Regions from separate parts of the Gossypium hirsutum genome. Here regions 2 and 3 are each linked to region 1. The links are chromatin contacts, called in public Hi-C maps. All regions are on one chromosome and are shown on one strand. Each heading gives the region's core, a stretch centred on a gene start, on an enhancer-like site or on the middle of the called end of the contact. The rest is flanking DNA. Distances are from core to core; before and after follow the strand shown.

Region 1 (3,166 bases), core at 442-2,941:
TAGATTCCCAATACGAAAAGAATAAAAAACAAAATATATAGGCTCTGGATTTTCAAAGCACCGAATTATACGTCGAGGCGAAGAAAGCAAAGCACCTTGGGTGGGACACGCAAAAGCTAAGTAGGTTGACGTTGCACTTTGGGTGCCTAAAAGTTTAAAGGCTTCTACCAAAACGCAACAGCTAGAGGTGGACGACATCGTAAATTGGATGATTTAAAATTTTATTTCAATGGCTGATTTAGTCTGGTCTTGTTGATAATATAAGAGAATAACGTGAGTTCAAGTGTATTGAAATATATTATCTTCTTATTTATAAATTAAAAAAATTATAAATTTTATAATTTTAAGTATTAATAAAAAAATTTATTTCAAAATCAAATCATCCTAATATGTGCTTCTAACACAATTTTTTTCCTTCCAAATGTCCAACCCAATCTATTACCAAATATTAAGATAAATTACCTCCAAAAATGGCAAACCCTAATTACCCTCCCTGAACCAATGTTGCCGCCTTCTTCTCCATACACCTCTGCGCTCCTTGATCGATCCTAAGTCCTCTATTTACGGTACATTAATAGTACACTCCTCCCCTTCCCAATCGTCTTCGTCATCAATTCACACCATCACTTTTGGACTTAATATTTCCCGGTTCAACGACCCCTAAATTCAACTTATACAATCCTCCATACTTAGTACTTTTAAGTGGATTGGATTCAGAACTTGAATCGTCGACTTTCTTGTAGCCTTGGACATTGTTACTTCGGGCTTGAGTTATTAAAAACTCAACTTCTTAAACTTTTTTGAAAGATAAAACTAAGGAAATTAGCTTAATGATATGATAAAGAGAAGATTAAACCTATAAAAATCTATGCAAATGTTGTTATCAATCTTCCATGGAATCGATCAACCAAGACCAAGAAATAAAATCAAAACTTGACCTTAAAAAAAGAAAAACATAATCTTTGCATTGTAGTTAAACTAAAACCCCTATAAATCTTATCGAAAAATAATTTTTATGCATCTAAATTTTTTATATATTGTTTAAAATACTTTTATAGAAATTTTCAATTTTTAAAATAAAAGAGCTTTCATTTTTTTTATAATTTTTACATAGAATCAAGGTTAAATTGATAGGGAATATAAAATTTGAGAATTAAATTTATTATTATACCAATTTAACAAGTGTCATGTTACTGATGAATTAGTTAGGGTGTAAATTTTTTTTTTTGAAAATTTTAGGAACTAAATTGTAATTTTTTTAATTAAATTATCAAAATGAAAATTTATTTATAATTAAATGACTATCGATATCAAATATAATTAGGTTCCACTAGATAATCGAAATAGTGAGATTAGATTCATCTTTCTTTTAATCTTGAAATGGAAAAGAAAATTTGAACCCACCCATGCATTATCACATTCATACATGCCGCATGATGGTTATGCCTTTTTGCTTAGGTAGAATTTACCGTACCTTCAGTATCCCATCCATTCTAAGGTGATGGGTACATTAGGAAACTCATTGTCATGATCTCAACTACAAAGGGGGAAATTGGGAATGAAATCCCTAAATAGGGTAGTTATGGATAATGTATCCGATGGTTAGTTAAACTCACATATGGGCTAATATCTATATGTAAGCTGATAGATAATAGGCTACGAGGATCACAGACGTTAGGGACCGAGAAAGATGGGCTAGTTGATTAATGGGCTTAGTTTTATGCTAATGGTCATAGGCATGATTTGGTCATTGTAATGTCTTTTCTTCCTTGTGAACGAAAATTTCAGAATTCTCTTCTTCAACCTTCTTTCTTCAAATTCTTCCATAAATCCAAACTTGTCACTGCTAAGGTTGTGACAAATTGGTATTAGAGCTTACAAAGATTTACTAGTCGAGCTGGGAAAGCCAAAAAAAAGTAATCACCATGGTGGGAGCAGATAACACTAGATAAACAACTTCAAGAGCAAATGCAGGTGGTGCAACATTGGTTACAAGTTGTGCAAGAATTCCCAAATGGTGGGAAGAGCAAAAAACTTTTGATGGTGGGAAGAGTAGAAGCCATCCATGAAAATGGTGGAAGTGAATTGTGATGTTCTTTTGATGTTAATTTGTCTCTAGGACAAAAAGGTAAATGCCAAGAGCAAAAGCTTTCATTATATATATTTTTTCATATATATATATAAATGGACTCAAGATTCTCGAATTTTTTGTATTCATATGAATACCAAATTAAAAGAAAAACAAAATATTTTGAAACATTCATTATTTACGTTTCAGGCTTACGAATTTCATATATTATTTAATTTAACTTCTATGGCTTTGGATAGTGATATTATGAAAATATTATATGATTAAATTAAAAGCAATCATAGTATTCAATTGAATCAAATATAACTTTGATAATCTTCAACAAATATTCAGCATGACAACCAATAATACAAGTAGGAAAATATAACATAAACCATGAAATAAAAAATTCATTTATATATTTTTAAAATTTATAAAATTTTAAATTAATAATGATAAAATTATACTTTAATTCTTAAAAATATAAAAAAAATTGATCTATCCTTTAAAAATTATAAAAATATAAATTATTAAAATAATAAAAATACATTCAAAATATACCATTTAATTCGTACCCAAAACATTTCCCACGCTTTCAATACATACTCATTTCTATTAATAGGAGGAAACAATTAACTCATTTCCAACAAAACGTGCACTAAACACCAACATTTCTTTGTCCTCAAATTCTTATTTCATCATACTGTGATATTTATTAATCGTACACAGGACACAAAACATAAATTTTGATCAACATGTTTTTCACAAACGGCAAAGACTCGTAAACATCAGGCACAAGACAGCAGCATGATCATGTTGGATGCTTTTGTAAATCCCCTTTTCGGCATCCGCGAATCTAAAACATGGTCAAAGAAATTGTTAGATTATATAGGAAAAATGCAAGAGAATTTGCAGAAGGGGATGAAATAAAAAGTTGGTTGCTACTCACCCAAGCTCCGAAAGCTTCAAATGAGATTCAGCATAGTCAGCAAAGAAGGCATCCTCATCCTAATAAGGCACAACATTATTCATAACTAAAAGTTCCAACTATTACATATATATATACATGTACTGGTACAAATGAACCGCACTTGAGAG
Region 2 (3,097 bases), core at 201-2,700, 45 kb before region 1:
GATGATCTAGGATATACATCACATAGATAAGTCATACCCCTAATTGCCAACAACATTATATTAGCATTACTCTCGTTCTTCGCAAGATTTACAAGTACTGGTGATAAAGAATCCGCCATCAAACTCGAAAGCGAATCCTCATTACAAAAAGACAACACTTCACAAAGTTCAGTCAACGCAGCCAGTTGGCCCGAACCTCCATTTCCTTCGTTCAAATTTGACAAAATAGTATTCAATTTTCCATGATCACTCGACGATCTTCTTCTCTGATAGTCTCTTAAAATGTGGTGCCGTGGTTGTTGCTCAGCATCGTCAGAATCGCATGATCCATAAGCTGATTCGTCTTCCTTCTCGTGTTCACCATCCGATCGGCTCGAAGCCGAGGTGGAGGAGGAAGTTTCCATGTCAGCATCGGGAGTGGAATTTGGTAAATTGAGGTGAGTTCTGACTGAGGAACAGTTAGAGGAACTTGGTCGAAAATCTAATGAACTACAAGCTCGCTTATCTGCTGGTAATTCGTCGGCTGTTTCCGTTCGTTTCTGCCCTCGACTTCCCATGTGAATTCGTTCCCTTTTTCTTTCTTTTGGACTGACGAATTTCCAAACCAAGACAATTCACTCCAACCTGAATAAAAAAATTAATCGCATTAAACAAAGCGAAAATTAACAGTTTCATACGGAAGAAAATAAGAATATCATCGTAGAATATGAACATTACTGTTGTACAGTAGCCCAAAAAAAATCTATATAATCACCATCAAAATTTTAATCATAACAAGGCTCAGTTTAGAACTTCAAAAGGGAAAAAAGGGAATTTTTTTTAAAACAAATAAATAAAAGCATAGTATTTAGAAGACGAAAGAAAATCAAAACAAAGAAAATAGGGTTAGTTTGAAGAGGGCAACTGAATCGTCAAAACCATTAATAAGCGATCAATCCTCAAAACAATTAAAAATATATATCTCTTCAAAGCAAACCTAATACAACTAAAAATGTTCTTTTTTAAAAAGGAAAATAGAAAAAACAAAGAAATTAATGAGAAAATAAAAGCGAAAAACAACTAATCGATGAGCTTAAAAACATCAAAGAGAAAAAACAAATCACGTCAAAAAAAATTATTTTTTTCTTCCTGTTAAGTACCTAAAAAGAAGAATTGATGGTTAATCGGTCTTTCGAAAGAATCGAAGACCTACAAAATTTTAATCAACGCGATCAACTTATAGAAGATTGACGATCTTTCCTTCCCTTTTTCCTTTTATTTTTCTTTCGCTCTTCTTCCTATTGCTGATGTTTGATTTATACGATTGTGATGATAATGAAGAAAACCAGGGATTACCGAATAAGTTATCGTAATTATATATCTAGTACAGACTCCTACAGTATCGTGTGCTACTCGACCGTATGGAAAAACGTACACCTTCAAAAGTACTAGCTATACAGATTATCATCGTTGGCTTAGTTGTGGCTTTGTGCGGTAAAAGTATTATATAGTTAACAAGGTAAGAGATAGATTGTATTTGATTTTTTTATTTAAAAATATATAAATTAATTTCTATATATTAGATTAAAACAAAATTGATCTTTTCAATTAAAATTTTTATCAATTTGTAATGTTAAAAATTAATGTGGTTAATAGAATAATCAAATAATGACACGTAATGTGTCATGTATTTCTCATATTAATATCTAAAGATTAGTTTTAAACAGTAAAAATAAATAGAGTGAATTTTTAATAGAAAGACAAATTTATATTTTCATCGAATAATTTGTTTTTTCAGTAAAAATGAAAAAATATAATATTACCCTAAATACAAAGTAGATACTTCTACTGCCTTTGTGATAATAAGATGCAAAATTTTTTGCCTTGGCAGTTGGAGAGATTTTGATGTTTTTTGGTCTTTTAAGTCAGCAATGCCTTTTGGTTTAAGGTCACCCTTCCTTAATTCAGCAAACACAATTGTAAATTTGTAATTTGTAATTGTGATTTTAGGAAATAGCAATTAATTTTTAATATATTTTTATTATGAAATAAAAGAATAGAGAGAATAAAAATAAAAGAAATTTCAAAAAAGAATAAAGAGAAATAGGAAAGCAAAAGATAGGTGTGTAATTTATTTATAATGAGAACATGCTTCTCCAAAGTCTATATTTATAAACATAAGAAGTATACATTATACCAAAATTACTTCTAATAGACATTAGGGTCCCAAAATAAATCAAACTTATTATCCTAATCACATCCACTTCTATAATAATAAAATATTTATAACATTCCTCATTGGATGTCCATCGATAGATAAGTACCTCGTTAAAACCTCACTAAGATATATGTGGAAAATATTATCGGTGAAGAAAAAGAGTAAATATATGCATTAATATGTTGCCTCATTAAAAACCTTACAAAAAAAATCAATGAGACAAAACCTGGGTTAAGGGGAAAAGAGTGTCGCTTATTTATTCCCCTCATGACAGCATCACATAATATTTCATCCTATATATTTAATCTTGAATACTAGCTTTTCAAATGATCACTTGAACAAATTTGATAAATGTTTGCATCATTATTATTCTAGAGTTCATGAGTGAGGAATAATTTTGGAGAAATATATTTTAATCTCTCCAAAAATTCCAACAATAATCATAACAAACTTTGATCATATCCCTCTATGCATGCACATGTTAGATCATTTTGTAATTTTCCTTCAACTATTATTCACTGAGTCAAATTTACCACATATGTTCAAGTCAATTTAATTCATATAAATATTTATGCAAAAGTAGTGAACAATTTCCCTAGGATTTCTATATGCTTCCAACATTCTAAATCCTTTAAGGATTTAATATATTTACTATATAGTAATTTATATAAAAGGTTGTAAGAACAACCATTAGACGCATATCAAATCTTTCATAAGCTGCCAAACTAATAAGATATCTAAATGTTTTGCATTCACCACAAAAGAATATTATATCTTTCATAATCAATGCCAAGACTTAGTGAAAATCTTCATTTTCTTTTTTCGTTTTCACAGAGCTACACATTCGCACCCTCACTGGCTTTATAGGTTTAGAAATCTGGACTATTGGTTCAAAAACCT
Region 3 (2,968 bases), core at 101-2,600, 61 kb after region 1:
AAGCAAAAACATATAATTTAAGAAGCCAAACATACAAAGCCATTACACAATTATCATCATTCAGGAAACATTCAAAACAAAACGAACTTGATATACCTTAGAAATGGGCTTCCTCTTCTTGTCAAGCTTCTCCTTCTTAGCTTTAACACGTTGTGCCTCGGCTAAAAGAGACATCCTCCTAGCAGTCTTCGCATATGGGTTCAACTTCAGCATAGCATTCAAGTTCTTGAGTGGGTTCTTCTTCAAAGGTGCCCTCTTGATCTCCTTCTTAATGGGCTTCACAACCGACTGCACCTCATCAGAGTTGATAATCCTACCCAGATCAGCGTTCACCATCTTAGATCGAGGCAGTACGTACCCTTTCTTCTTCTCAGAAGGCTTATCAAATGACCCGTAAATTGTGTCCAGCTTCTCGTAAGCCGATTTGGTCCAAATAATGAACCTTCCAAGGTGACCACCAGGTGCCAGTTTCAACAGATTAAGCCTCTCCACGTTGGCAACCTCCACTCCAGGAATGTTACGGAAGGCTTTAATAAGCTTAGCTCCCTCAGTTCCGTAAACAATCAAAGGACCTTTACGGGAAATGTACCTCCGATTCCTCATTTTTCCTTTTCCGGGTCGGATTCCTTGGCTGTCCTTAGCCTTTTCAACATCAGGATATGCTCCGATCTGTTTCAAAACCTTGATTGCACCCGAGGTTTTCTCAACGCTCTCAACAGCATCAGAAATGACCAGCGGCATCTCCGGTACAGCCTCAATGCGGTGGCCACGTGCCATGACGAGGGAAGGAACAGCGGAGGCGGCGATGGCGGAAGCAACGGCGTAACGCTTCTGGTTAACATTGATTTTCCGGTGCCAGCGGCGCCAGATCTTGGTAGGAGCAAACATGCGTCCACCGCGACACATGTTTCCGAAAGCACCTTGGCCTGCACGGTGAGTACCCCCACCAGGAACACGAGGGATACGCGAGACGGCACGACCGGTACCCCAGGATTCAGCTGAAGTTTGGTGACCAGCGCGTTTGGAGACGGCATAGGGTTGACGGCTGTTTTTGGATATATTGTCGTGGACGAAGGTGACGATGTCGGGTCGAATCGAGGCTTTCATCACATCAGCGAGAGGAACGGTTGGGGTGGCATCAGTAGCCATGTCAGACTCTATGGTTTGGACGGAGACAAGAGGGCGCGCGGCGGCGGCCATTTTGTAGGGTTTGGGGGACGTGGGGGAGTGAAGATGGAGTAGAATGAAGAACGGGAGGAGCTCTAGGGTTTTGAGAAGTATGGATTATTTATATTCTATTTTATTAGGAAAAGAGCCGATGGTTAACAAATTTTGGGCTGCTGACCCGAATATAATAACTCTGACTCAAAGCTTAATGTACTTTATGGGTCCATCACAGGACAGCCCGTCCAAATTAATTAATTATTTTTGTTTCTTTCCTTAAAAATTATTTCTAAAAAATATATTACTTTTTTAAAAATTTTAATATCTTCTCATGTTTGAATAATTTTGCATAAAATATTTTATGCTTTTAATAAATGTATTTTTTTCATTTTTTAAGGCATCCACTCGAGCTAGTCTTGTAACCAATCTTCCACATTCTATAGGTCCATTAAGGGGATAAATGCTGGTCACAAATTTTAAAGTTGCTCCATACCCAGAGCGAAGATCAAACCCTCGACCACTGGTTAAGGTAGGAGAGACTCTTACTATCTCACCTAACTTCTATGCTTGGTAAAAAGATTTTAAGTTATTTTCAATGAAATAAATATAACATAAATCATATTTGTTACAAAATATTATAGAAATATTTCTATTTGACAGCAAAAATTTATTTTGTAATAAGATAATATTTTATAATAACTAATATCTCGTATACATTTAATAATAATCAATGTCTAATTAAAATTTAATTTGAAGTACCAATAGATGGTTAGGAGAAGTAAAAGTAGAGTTCTTCCTCCCAAATATTTGGACTAAACTTGACTCTCGTAGTCCTCATTGTTGGGAATGTTTTATTTGAATTTCACTTCAACCCGAATTGAATTGATCTTAAACTCACACATGTGATTACAAAAAAAAATGAAGTTATTATTATATAAATAAATGGATAACAATGCATTGGAGCTCGAAATGATGCATAAAGCTAAGTGGAATTTAAATTATAATATGCATTTTATAGTTTAAAAAATTTATTATAATCTAAAAAAAATATTTCCTATTAAATATTTATAAATTTTAGTATATATTATTAAAATATTAATATAAAATATTAAGTATATATTTAAATTTAAAATTATTTTTAATGTCAAAATTTATTATTAAAATTATAATTATAATTTTAAATAATTTTATTAGAATATTATTAAATATAAATATGTATGTTTAATAATATTAAAAATTATAATATTTTATTTTTTTAGATATATTAAAATTTCAAAATAAAAGTTTATTCTAATAATATTCAACTTTATTCAAATTAGATTTTATATAAAAATCAAGTTATTTATAAGTTTTTTTTAAATGATTCATGCTCTTCAAAATAAGAAGTCTAACTTTTAGAAAATATGGATTATTTTTCGTTAATTAGTAAGTTATTTTTTATTGACTAAATTATTTTTCATAAAACAAACATAAAAAAATATTAAAATTATTTTCGATAAATCATTTTTGACGAAACAAACACATTTTAAAATTGCTAAAAAGATCTACCAAAAATATTTATTTTAAAATAAACAACTATAATGAAATAAATAAAATATTGATTAATAGGATATAATTTCATACGGGGAGGGAGAAGAGCAGTATATCCCACATTTCACATATTTAAAAATAAATTTAAACTGTCAACTAAATCTTGAGTGAAATGGTAAAGACCTTGATATCAACCCTTTAGGTAACATCAATTCTAAATTCAATCACTGTACAACACATACGCCTTCAAGCCCTAAACAATTATTATGCCCTT

Evidence for each region. A called contact is a pair of places that touch in the nucleus more often than the background predicts.
Region 2: a contact with region 1 is called in a Hi-C map of leaf, with 1.8 times the contacts expected there. The contact joins the promoter of LOC107948335 here to the enhancer-like site in region 1. A contact is called at or near these places in 14 of 34 Hi-C or Micro-C datasets (anther, callus, cotyledon and 5 more).
Region 3: a Hi-C map of hypocotyl shows a contact between it and region 1, with 2.7 times the contacts expected there. The contact joins the promoter of LOC107948336 here to the enhancer-like site in region 1. A contact is called at or near these places in 7 of 34 Hi-C or Micro-C datasets (callus, hypocotyl, leaf and 1 more).

Annotation. Positions count from the first base shown.
Region 1 is chrA04:69,187,845-69,191,010 of Gossypium_hirsutum_v2.1, forward strand. It overlaps the pseudogene LOC107949273. Among protein-coding and RNA genes, the nearest start is that of LOC107948335, 45 kb to the left of the region's middle. Within about 2 kb of position 1,692, at least 3 of the 9 cell types and tissues checked have an H3K27ac peak or open chromatin away from gene starts, as enhancers often do. A contact at or near this core is called in hypocotyl and leaf, where this site is marked.
Region 2 is chrA04:69,142,744-69,145,840 of Gossypium_hirsutum_v2.1, forward strand. It overlaps LOC107948335 (E3 ubiquitin-protein ligase UPL4), which reads right to left and starts at 1,451. Exons shown (of 18, transcript XM_016882837.2): 1 at 1,140-1,451; 2 at 1-624. The coding sequence starts at 557.
Region 3 is chrA04:69,249,334-69,252,301 of Gossypium_hirsutum_v2.1, forward strand. LOC107948336 (60S ribosomal protein L4) reads right to left here and starts at 1,351. Exons shown (of 2, transcript XM_016882838.2): 1 at 97-1,351. The coding sequence starts at 1,200.